2 separate regions of the Mus musculus genome follow, and region 2 is linked to region 1. The links are chromatin contacts, called in public HiChIP or PLAC-seq maps. All regions are on one chromosome and are shown on one strand. Each heading gives the region's core, a stretch centred on a gene start, on an enhancer-like site or on the middle of the called end of the contact. The rest is flanking DNA. Distances are from core to core; before and after follow the strand shown. Region 1 has its middle 12 kb from the start of Gm32492. Region 2 overlaps Gm32718 (a long non-coding RNA gene).

Region 1 (6,087 bases), core at 2,504-5,003:
CCACTAAGGGAGTATCTTTCTGTCCTTGTATTAGTTGAGCTAAGGAAAACAGGGGGATTTTCTTAGTGAACTGGGAGAAGGTGATATAAGTAAAATCTACACATCATTGGGTTCCATTTTTATCAAATTTGCATATTGCCAAAAGTAATTTGAGTAGTATAAATAAAAACAGTTTTGTAGTCATTAGCATATTTTATGGGTAAAGGATAGAGCTTTGTGTTACAGTATGGTTAGATTTCTACCCAGAGCGACTACAAGAGTTGAAAGGTGGTCCCTGGCTATACATCACATGAGGAGGAACCATTGCCTAAATAAGAAGTATAATAGAACATCATCCCTATATCAAGTCCTTATAGCAAGTCCTATAGCAAGTCCTTATAGCAAAGTCCTTATAGCAAGGCCCCATGGCAAGTCCTTATAGCAAAGTCCTATAGCTAATCCTTGTAGTAAGTATTTATAGCAAGGCCTTATAGAAAGTTCCTATAGCAAGTCCTTATAGTAGGACCCTAGGACATCTGTCAACTGATGGCTTGGGAGCAAAAGAAGGATGATGTCAGCAGCTGCAGAGGCTGTTGTCCAAAGGTTATTGTCTTGAACAATGTCACCAAGTGTTCAAACTCATGAGCTTGTGGGGGACATTTCTAAGTCAAACAACACTGTGCCTCACACAGTGAGAAGGGGAACAAAGTCTCTTGATTCTCTCCTATACATTTGTACCATTCACAAGGGTGGATCCCTCAGGACCCAACTGCCACCCATTGGCCCGACCTTCCCATACCACTGCCTTAGGTCTAAAAATATCAATCGGAGGTGGCTTTGGTTTCCCGGGGCTCTGGAATCTGATAACACCTCTACGTGAGACTGTTAATTCCATGTCTGGAGTCAGAGGGGTAGGTATCTGGATGGGGAAGATGGACATGTAGTGAGGGTTGTAAGAAGATGACTGAGCCAGAACCAACTCAGCCTGGCCATGCCTCTGTGATCCTGCTCAGCTCAGCATTCAGCTCAATGTGTACCCAGCAGAGCTCTGGAGAGCTGGTGGGAACCCAGGAGATCTGTCGCAGTTGCTGCCTTATAAAATAAGCCCGTGGATAAGCCACAGCTGTGCATGAGGCAGGAGCACCAGGAGCCCCACCTGGGTCTTCCCCAGAAAAGGAAAGCACAGCCCTGCTTGACTTTCACTTTCATAATCGCAATCACATATGTATTCAAGATTCCTGTAATCCTATGCACGAGTGTCCTGGAGGTCACAGCACCGAGAGGAACTCTGCCACAGACACGCTCCTTCCTGCAGGACTTGGCTTGCTCTCTTCCTTTTGCATCCTATGGACCAATTCCATGCTGTAGGCTGCCCCCACACGCCTTAAACCAACATCTCCAGCTCCTTTTAAATGTCATTCAGTTTTCCACCCCTGTCACCGCTCTCTGTTAGACACCACATAATGATTACCAGTGGTTTTGCTTGCTATTTGTTTCCTGTTGCAGAAGAGAAGCTTCATGGAGTGTGATCTTGTTGTGTTGTTGTTGTTGTTTTCCCCATTTTGTTCCATATCCTATTCCAAAACTCTGAGCAAGGCTCAGCGGCCTTTAATGCACACTTCAGAAAAAACAGACCGAGTGTGTTCAAAGTGAAAGGCCTGGGGCATTGTGGAGACATCAGAAGTCCTCAGTGGACTGGAGCCAGCGAGACAGCTCAGGAGGTAAAGGTGCCTTCTGCCACGCTGGGCTTCCTGAGTTCAATTCTCAGGACCCACATCAAAAGAACCAACTCCTAAATGCTGTCTTGACTTCCGCATGCTCATTATGACACACACACACTCCCCTCCCTAATAAACGAGTACATATAATTTTAAAATATTTAATGTATAACTCTAGGGCCAGCGAGATAGCTCAGTCATTAAAGGGGCTTGCTGCTAAGCATGGTGATCTGGCTTCAATCACCAGAGCCAAGCCCACAAACTTGTCCTATGACTTCTACATGTGAACTGTGGCTTGTTTGTCCACATATTCGTACGTGTGCAGTGCACATAAACAAACACATACAAATACAATCAATTAAAAGGTATTTGGCTCTGAGTAGGGTGTGTGGGGTGTGTGAAGTGTAGGGGTCAGGACATGCATGAAGGGTTAGTCTGGAAGCGCACAGTCAGGTAGAAAGTGACTGCGGTTGTTCACATGGGAGGTTCATAGTTGGCCCATGACATTTGCAGGAAGGTGGCAGCCTACGGTTGGACCAGAGGTCTGGTGTGATGGCAGACTGTCCGTGCCTGCTGATGGGCTGGGTGGAGAGGTAGCTCAGAGCTGGCGGGAGATATGGCAGCCGAGTTAGCAGGAGGAAGCCTGGAAGTAGAACCACAGGTATGAGTCTAGAAAACAGGATTTTTATTTACACATTTCCTCCAATATTTCCTGAGCTGTCAGTGCTCTGGGAACGGTGCGTGGCTGAGGATGCCACAGTGACCAGCTGAACTGAAGTTCTGGTATACGGGTTCTCCCATTCTAGGGGAGAAGGAAACTTTAGTCAGGGAAGCTGGGAACTGGGTGTGCTAGAGGGTGGGGGATGAAGAGAAAGAAGAGGGAAGTTATAAGGCCCCTGCTGAATCTTCTAGTCAGATAAAACAGCCAGTTCTTCTGAAGTGGGCCCATCTTCCACCTGTAAGTAGAAGGGAAATCATCAGGGGAGGCGGTTAAGGCAGCAAAAGAGGGAAGTCCCAGGTTGGGGATGCAGATGAGATCACTCAGTGGGTTCACATTGGGTGAGAGGTAGGAAGTAGCTGGGAGACTGGTGAGCTAAGCTGACCCTGTGTCTGGACACCACGGAGTCCTAGTGTTAGCTGTGGGAGAAAGGTGGACCCGCTCTTCAGCTCAGAGGAGGAAGCACCGCAGGGAATACTCCCCCATCATGTACAATATTTAATGACGGGTGTTAGATGAGGCCAGCCAGAGAGCTGTTAGAGCTGTGAAGAGCAGATGCAAACGGCTGTGGTGAAGACTGTTAGCACTAGGCGGAGAGGAAGCGCGGACCAGAGAAAGGATCCCGTCCAGCTTTGCCTGAACCTGAGCTTGTGTGCAGTTACTTCCGGGTGCATGGGTAACTCAAAGGCCCCTAGACCTTTTGGGAAGTGTGATGGTTTGCCTATGCTTGACCCAGGGTGGCACTTTTAGAAGGTGTGGCCCTGTTGGAATAGGTATGTCACAGTGGGCGTGGGTTTTAAGACCTTCACCCTAGCTGCCTGGAAGGCAGTATTTTCCTAGCAGCCTCCAGATGAAGATGTAGAACTCTCAGCTCCTCCTGCACCATGCCTGCCTGGATGCTGCCCTGCTTCCACCTTGGTGATAATGGACTGAACCTGTGAACCTGTAAGCCAGCCTCGATGAAATGTTGTCCAATTAGAGAGTTGCCTCGGTCGTGGTGTCTGTTCACAGCAGGAAAACCCTATCTAAAACAGGAAGTCTCTTGGGCAGCTTATGAATAGCTATGCCGCTGAAGAGCCCCATCTGTGGCGTGGATGAATCATGAAAAGATGTAGCACTAAAGACTCTTTGGGGTCCCAATCCCCAGTCCACGTATTAGGTCTTACATGACCTGGGTAAGGGTTGGGTTCATGTGGGGATCTGTAAAGGCTCATTAGCCTAGCAGTCCTCTCTCCACCCGTAAGGGAATGTTGATAGGCTGGTCCTGGTGAGTGTCTCCTGTGGGTGATCACAGATGCTCTCATTCAAGGCAGCCTGGAGGAAACAGCCTACAACAGCTGCAAGAGATGATCATGTGCAGGGGCGACAGATATCTGCAGTCCTTCCTGTCTCTGCTCCCTTCATTCCAGAGGGCCCGTCCCTGGGACAACGGCTGCTCAGTGAAATGCGGTGCCCAGGGGAGTCATTCAGGAGATATCTGATTCATATGACACACGCATGCATGTGAGAAGATCTGTCTGTGGTCCTAAGCAAGCGTCAGGTGTGTGGATGTAGCTGACAAAGCCCTGGAAGCCCTTGGAGACTTTCAGCATGCTTAGCTGTAGGTGAGAGCCAAGTCTGTTCCTGGAACTTTGGAGCTGATGTTGGCAGAGGCTGCTGCTTTGTACAATGAGGCACTTTAAGGTCACCGTCAGCTTCAGGTTTGTGTGTGGTGAGAGTTACCATTGCCGGCTCACAGATAGCTAGGTGCTGTCAGCAGGACTTTCACAGGCCTGCTCTCTGTGTGCCAGGAGATGGGAGAGGACCCACAGTGTTAACTGATTTCTACCATGTAAATACCTCGCCGTGGCTAACTTGTAACAGTTTAACCACTGACTCTCAGAGGTGTTGCAGTTTCAGGGAACATTTAGCGGCTGGCTCCCATACACCAGCCTACTTCTTTCTGTCAGGAAGGCCAGGCGATAGTTCTGCAGGCCTAATTCCTGTGGCTTCTCAGCTTTTCCTCACTCCCTGTGTTCATGCTTACACTTCACAAAGGAGATGGCCGCATGCCCGGGACCATGAGTTTTCTCTCCACTGTTTGAGTTTTTCCTCTGTTATAGTCTTTCAACCATGGCCCTCGGCTGAATTGAGTAGTTGACCTTGTGACTCTCCACTGACTGGCTCTTACTTACGGTGGACGGTAGCTCTCCATAAGAGTCTCCTTGTTCTGAATCCTTCTGAATTTGGTGTTCTCCATAGAAAGGATGTCACTACAGTGTCCCCCGAGAACTTAGGAAACGGATGGTTATAATTTCACCATCCAAACGCTGTGGGGACAGAGAGGTAGTGAACGCTGAGTCAGAACAGGTCAGGTTAGTGTAGGTCTGCACACCGGATGAGGAGCCGCAGCCTGTGCTGATCCACAAGCCACACACCTTTCAAAGTCTGGGGCTACAGGGCCACTTCCTGTCTCGTTTTCATTTGCCACTTTGTTCCAAAGGAAATCTCATTCTCAAAGCACATTAATAATGAGCAAAATGCCATGGTCCTTCATCAGGGTCGTACTTCGAAACAAAGGCAGACCTTACACATTTATGTATTGAAGTCTGTGCATTATATTCCCAGCCCTGCTCTGGCCCTCCCCGGCCCCAACAAAATACCATCCATTCCTAAAAGTAGAAATGAGAAATTGAACATCCTTTAGGCCTTGTTTCTTCTCAGGGGCTGCACAGGCCACTCTGCCATGTTGACTCCCTGCATCAGGAGCCCAGAAGTCTTTTTCCACATGCAGTTGACGTGTGCCTTCTGCAAGTCCCCTGCAGTCCTTTGTGTTCACGTCCATCTTCAAACCTGGCTAGAGTAGCTCAGGTGGGTCCTGTGGAGGAGCCAGACACAGCTGCCTAACATACAACCACCCTTAGGTCCAGGGACAGGAGCCATTTTGTGGCCAGTGGAAGCGTGGTGGTCACTGTCACCAGTTTCATACACAAGAGAGACCTGGAAGTAAATGGACAAGCCAGATGACACCCAAGCAGTGACGTGTTGCTCACTGGTGACATTTGCGCCACTTTCGTTCTCACCCCTGTGAGCCTTGCGACACCAGAGGCTGGAGGCTCCAGGAGCCAAGAGGCTGATTGGGAGCCCCAGGAGGCACAGGATGCAGATTAATCAATCTCCAGGCCCACCAGTTTCCCTGAAACACCCGCGTGCTAAACGGTCACTTGCAAGCCAAGAGCAGCAAGTTGCCTCAACTCCTGTCTGGAGTCTACCTCCTGGAAAAGTCTACGAAATCAGGCGGAAAATCCAAGGTGGTTTGGTTTGTTTTTGGCTTTTTCACATGGGCTACCAGACAGAAGTTCTCCGAGATTCCAGATGGGTAGCAGCTGGATAAAATGTGCGTCCCCAGATCTACATTGTACCTTGGGAAAGGGGTGTGCTGAAGGCGTCTGAAATATTACTAACTTCCTTTTCCTCCCTCCATCTCTCCCTCCCTCCCTTCCTCCTTTCCTCCCTCCGTCTGTCCCTCTCTCTTTTCCTTCCTATCTGAATGTCTGGGTTCACTTGTTTGGATAGAAGTAAAGAGAGGAAAAAAATCTTTTTGGCAGTGGTTGTTTTGTTTTCTCAATTTTCTTGTCAACTGACTCATGACAGAAAAATGCCAATTTCAATCAATTTCAGTTCCACAGAACA
Region 2 (6,087 bases), core at 1,902-4,401, 79 kb before region 1:
TGGTACTGTCCAGGCCCACAGACATGACACGTGCTCCTCTGCGGCCTAGCCCATACCAACCTGAAGGGAAGATGCTCATTGGATGCTGCCCTTGTTCCCAGGCTGTCTTAAGGACATTCTCCACACAGAGGAGGCTGTGGCAGTGTCTGCCTGCCTGTCCCTGCTGTGTGCCACCTGGGCATGTAGTCTCACACACCTGTCCCCTGTCTGCTTGCTCTAGAGTGCAGTGTTTAACTCTTCCATGTGGGCACAGACGGTGTGATGAGAACATATGAATACTGCTTATTTGATAGGCAAATGTATCTTGATTAGGATATGAGATGAAAATTTGTCCCTCGGTAGCAGGTACCAGGACTTCATGATACTTCCCACGTATCATCTCACTGTCTGCTACAGTTCTGGGGTCACCTACCTTGTAACTTTATACACAAAGCTGGCTAAGGACAGCACAACCATCAGCACCAGCTAACAGAACCAGTCCCAGTGGGAAGGAGGTGACGGAGGGATTAACAAATCCCAGTGCCACAGACAGCTGCGGAGGGATTAAGGAGAAGACCGTAGAATATTACAGCCGCTGGACAGCCCACGCCATCCCTTCTGCTTTTCAGACCCAAAGAAATCCTGTAGCTTTGAAGTTTTGAGCAGGAAATGAGAAGGTCTTGAGAGCTCAGATATCCCTGAGATGTCTTCAGAAGAAAAAAAGGAAAAAAAAATCCATGGGGTAGATGATAAAATGGGGCAGCAGGACCTTTATTTTTAGATGTTTATTCTATGCAGTATTTATACATCTTTTATCAGGTACATATTTTATTTTACTATATTTTTAAGCTATCTAGGAACACAAAACAAACAACTGAGAGCTGCTGGCTCAGGAGCAAAGCAGTCCCAGGCTCAGAGTTCACATCTCTAGGATGCTTTGAGTCATCAAAACTTGCTGGGAACCAAGTAGCTGCCAGGACCTGGGAGCCAGACTGATGAGGACAGAGAAAAGACCAGGCCTGGGACTTGAATGCAGGAGCAAGCCTTGTGTTGTAATTTTCATTTGAATGCACATAACCTGTCTTTTTGTGAGACTGTGGTTGAGAGATTACCATAGTCACTGTACGCCCACACCCTTGGTGACTTCTTCCCTTGGTGATTCTGGGTCCAGCATGTGACTTGCTTAGGCCAATAGGACACCATCAAGCATAATCCACGGAGCTTGAAAAGTGCTTGTGTATTGAGGCTGGCCATTTCAAAATATTGCCTCCCTGTGAGGAATCACCTGACCCAGTTGACAGCTGACACCAACCTGCTGATGTGTGAGGACATATTAGCCCCCAGAGAAATGCCAGATTAATGAGTTCTGGGGCATAAACATTAGGAGAAACCCTCACCCAGCCATGACCTACCATAGAATCTCAAGCAAGTAAACAGTGGTGGTTTATTATGCAGCAATAGACAACTGGTCAACCACGTCCAATGCTTCTTGCTACCCTTGCATCTAGCACCCTGCCTTGTGTGTTATAGGTGATCAATAAATAAGACTTTCTATAGCTTCTGTGTAAGGAGACAAAGAAAAGAGAATGAAATGTAGCCTGGAATGGCTGGATCTGGCTGCGGTTCAGGCTGGGCATTTAATCTCTCAGTACTCTAGTTTATTTCTGGACTGGAGATTTCATAGACGTAGTTAGTCTAGGTGAGAACAGATGCTGTAGATGGATGCCACCCTCCTCTAACTGCGTCATGAGGTCAGAAAGCTGTCTTCAACATCCAAAGGGAAGAGATTTAACCCAGTCTCCATCTGCGGTCCACTCCCTTCTGTCTGGTGAGGTGACCTGAAGGCTTTAGGGAGAAGTCTGAGCATCCACTGGACCAAATGGTAGACATTTCAGCAGCCCCAGGCTCCTGGGCTAAGTTCCCTTCCTGGGAACCATTCCTCCTAATCAGCACAAACCACCAGGCAGTACTAGCACGAGGCATTGGCAGAGCATCCCAGAGACGACTAGTGAACCATCTCACAGAATGGAAAGAGGAGAAAGAACACTTCGTGCAGCAAACCGCATCAGAATTTCTTGGGAATTTTAAGATATTTGTCTTAGACTCAGAGAGTAGCTTGTCTATTGGCCATGGGTTTACAGGCTATGGCCGATTCTGTAAATAGTTTGTGAATGATTTTATGGCTGATAAATATAATTAAAAAGTGGAACAAATAGACTGTGTGTTAACTAGAGGCTTTTTCTCAGAATGATTTATTTAATGAGTCATATTGTTCTTATCTCTCCTCCATGGCGAGAGCATCCTGGCTGCTGTTCTGTTGCCAGGCTCCTCCAAAAAACATTGCCCTCTTTGCTCCAGAGAGGCAGCATGTACGCAGAGCTGCCTTGACCTCAGAGAAGGTCTACCCTTTTCCTTCCTTCTGCAGCCTCTCCCACAGAGGAGGAAGCAACACTGTCTCGGGCAATTTATTTTTCAGGTACTGCTTCTCAAAACTCCTTCATCAGCCACTACTCTATCAAGGTCAAAGCCCCGGGGACAGGTTTCTGCTGAGTGGCATCCCAGATGCTGTGCCTTCCCTCTGGGGCTTCCCAAGGCTGCCATCTGGGTATATGCCCTTGGATAGCTTGAGGCTTTTGAATCACGTGGGGGACTTTTTGTCATGAATGGATGTCAAAGACATGACCTTCCAGGATCTCCATGTAAAACTCTCTCACTGACTCATCCCTGCTCCACATAATTCCTAACCATCACCGGCCATCAGTCGAGCCAAAAATCAACCATGGCTGCCCGTTTAGAATGGTTCAGTGAGGTAGCAAAGAAGCATCACACGGAGTCTCTGGAAGAGCGCTCGAGCTATTTACATATTAAACCAAATAAAGTTGAATCAACAAAGATAGGAGGAAAGGACTCCTCAAAGCAAATGCTGACAGAAGCAAGTCCACTCAAATATGTTTCAGGATGGAGAGAGAGAGCATCCAGGATGCTCTAGCTCTAGGCCCAAATATATTTCAGACACAGAAAACCAGGAGACCATGATGGCGGGTGGAGAGGTGTCATTGTTGAACACAGTACCGTGAGTGTAGATGCTCAGTCAGTAGAAGCACAAGCTGCAGACAGACTTTGAGTCCTTGTTATTGTGTATCCGTAGTAACTAGGAGACAGCGGCTGCTGTGGACCTGAGCAATGAGTCATAGCTGTGAAGCCAGAGAGCTTCCTTACCAGGGAAGACAGACATGCACATATAGTAGGGGAAAGCCAAGACAACCCCTGCCATTAAAGGTGTCAGAAGTTCCATCTTTTCCTTTCTGACTCTTGCCCATCTTGGTACAGTGATGGGTAATGTCCTCAGTGTCTCCTATGTGCATTAAAACTCACCCGGGGCTGGCTTAGGGGAGATGGCTCTGCAGGTTAAGGTGCTGCCGTCAAAGGCAAAGGTCCTGAGTCTGGTATCTGAAGCCACATAGGAGAAGGGGAGAACCAATGCTTACAAGTTAAGTTGTCTTCTGACCTCTACATTCATGCCATGGAATGTGTTCCCTCCCTCCATCTACACTCAATAAATTAATTTAAACAGACAGTCCTGGTCTGGGGAGATAGCTGAATCTATAAGATAGTGCCCAAGCGTGGAGACTTGATTCAGAGCCCCAGCACCCATATTAGAAACTGGACACAGTGGCACACACCTGAAGACTCCGAGCTGGGGACGTAAAGGTCCTCAAGGAGCTTTTGACCAGCAGTCTAGGTGGGTCAGTAATGCCCAGCTTCAGTAAGAGAGCCTGAGTGCAAAAATAAAAGAGTGTTTGAAGAAGACACCTGAGGCAGATCTCTGGCTTACACAATTGTGTGTGAGCGCCTTCACACGTACATGGACAAAACACTACTCCCCTCCCCCCACATCAACAAAATAAAACAAACGCCACTGCCTTTCCCTGAAATGTCTTCTATCTGATCTTCCCTGGGTTATGCCATCTGCTTCTCTCTAAACTTCAGTAGTGGAGAACCAGGATACAGCAAACACGTGGAGCCAGAAAGATCTCTGTGTAGAACCAACGTGGAATTTGGAGAACAGTGGTCTGCAGGGGTGGGGGTCAAATTGTGCTGAGAGTTTATCAGAGGAACCAAGACAGACAAATCAGAAATAAGTCACCCACCAGATCTGAGATTGAAGCTACTGTTTGTATTACTTGTTGGCTAATAAACCATCTTCTCAGGACCCTTTATACGTTTATAAGTAAAGGGACAGAATGATATACCTGAGAGGTATACCTCTTTTACAAGGCCGACTCTCCAAGATATGCAGATTTCTGAGCAAAAAAAAAGCTGTGTGAGGAGTGTGTGTGTGTGCGTACATGTGTGGTGTGTGTGTGGAGTGTGTGTGTATGTGTGTGCATGGTGTGTGTGAGGAGTGTATATGTGTACATGTGTGTGTGGTGTAGTGTGTGTGTGTGGTATGTGTGGTGTATGTATGTGTGTTCGTGTGTGGTGTGTATGTGAGGAGTATGTATGTGTACATGTGGTGTGTGTGAGGAGTGTGTATGTATATGTGTGTGTGGTGTGGTGTGTGTGTGGTATGTGTGGTGTATGTATGTGTGTGCATGTGTGGTGTGTATGTGAGGAGTATGTATGTGTACATGTGGTGTGTGTGAGGAGTGTGTATGTACATGTGTGTGTGGTGTAGTGTGTGTGTGGTATGTGTGGTGTATGTATGTGTGTGCGTGTGTGGTGTATGTGAGGAAGGAGTGTGTATGTGTACATGTGTGTGTGTGTTACATGTTACTATGGAGATCAGAACAGGATGCTATGTGCCTTCCTCTGTTTTTCATCTCTTTTTCCTGATACGGGATCTCTCACTTAATTGGCAGCTGGAAGCAAGCTCTCATCCTTTTGGCTGGATGATGGGAGAACAAGTTATCCAGAACTGCAAGTCTCTCTCTGCCCAGGCACTGCTGGGTTTACAGGCGTACGAAGCCATGCTTGGGGTTTGATGTGTGATCTGGACACACAGACTCAGACCTTCATGCTTGCAGAGCAACCCCTCTGACCCAGTGGGCTGCCTCTCTTGCCCAAAGAATATTTTAGAAAGAGGACTTCAATGTGAGGTCGGTCGGACGGAACTCAGAAGAGGGTAGGAAGATGGTGGTTCTGGTCACTGTAGCTCAACTTTACTATTGATTTCTCAGAGGCTTATGTCAAAATGTCAGGAAGGAAGGAAGGAAGGCACAAAGCTCTCGACCTTGGTGTGACAGCTTCATCTTGAGTCAAATTAATTTCCTGTCTTACTGAGTAATCAAAAACCATAACACTGAAACCAGTGCTAAAAATACCACGGCAGCGACCGAAACACACAGAGTGCTTCTCTCCATCCATGTTCTTCCATGAGAGTAGTTAAGCCGTGAATCACTGAGAATTCCTGCAGTATGTCCTGCACAGCGTTCAACATTGATTACGAGCTTGAGGACAGGAGGCGAACTTCCGTTGTGTTCTCTCTCTCTCTCTCTCTCTCTCTCTCTCTCTCTCTGTCTCATCTCTCTGTCTCTGTCTCTCTCTGTCTCATCTCTCTGTCTCTGTCTCTCTCTGTCTCTCTCTCTGTCTCTCTGTCTCTGTCTGTCTCATCTCTCTGTCTCTGTCTCTCTCTCCCTGTCTCTCTGTCTCTCTCTGTCTCATCTCTCTGTCTCTGTCTCTGTCTCTCTCTGTCTCTGTCTCTGTCTCTCTCTCTCACACACACACACACACACACACACACACACACACACACACACACACTGTGGAGTTGATCAACACTGCCCTCCCCATCCTTCTAAGTTGCTCCTTGTAAAGAAGTTTCACCCTGAGTTATGGCAGAATTCTCAGCAGAATTCTCACCATGACAGTTCCCTCTGTGCCTTGAAATGCTTTGCATGGAGAGACGGATCCCCAGGGCTGCTTGTGGATAGGCGACTTCTCTCCAGGTCGCTGGTTTGCAGCTGGCCACAGAATGGCAAAGGTAATCTCACCTGGCCACCTTCTGGTGACCAGGGCTGCCAGAACTGTGGCTGTGGTGGGGAGGAGATGAGCAGTCCCATGAGCCATACCTCAGTGAACTTGAAATGCTAATTAAAGAAGCACTGG

The links. HiChIP or PLAC-seq counts read pairs in DNA pulled down with a chosen protein or histone mark.
Region 2: a contact with region 1 is called in an H3K27ac HiChIP or PLAC-seq map of heart atrium, with 10 read pairs. The contact joins two enhancer-like sites. A contact is called at or near these places in 6 of 39 promoter capture datasets (the 3T3-L1 cell line, 3T3-L1-derived adipocytes, the HPC-7 cell line and 2 more), 1 of 15 datasets of contacts at CTCF or cohesin (CD8 T cells), 2 of 484 Hi-C or Micro-C datasets (CD8 T cells and conventional type 1 dendritic cells) and 4 of 115 datasets of contacts at active chromatin or transcription factors (CD8 T cells, effector CD8 T cells, heart atrium and 1 more).

Annotation. Positions count from the first base shown.
Region 1 is chr19:56,678,122-56,684,208 of GRCm38.p6, reverse strand. No RefSeq gene overlaps it. Among named protein-coding and RNA genes, the nearest start is that of Gm32492, 12 kb to the right of the region's middle. Within about 2 kb of position 3,753, at least 41 of the 459 cell types and tissues checked have an H3K27ac peak or open chromatin away from gene starts, as enhancers often do. A contact at or near this core is called in heart atrium and memory CD8 T cells, where this site is marked.
Region 2 is chr19:56,756,970-56,763,056 of GRCm38.p6, reverse strand. It overlaps Gm32718 (a long non-coding RNA gene), which reads right to left. Exons shown (of 7, transcript XR_001782687.1): 5 at 5,842-6,087; 6 at 3,663-3,755. Among named protein-coding and RNA genes, the nearest start is that of Gm32718, 17 kb to the right of the region's middle. Within about 2 kb of position 3,151, at least 30 of the 459 cell types and tissues checked have an H3K27ac peak or open chromatin away from gene starts, as enhancers often do. A contact at or near this core is called in heart atrium and memory CD8 T cells, where this site is marked.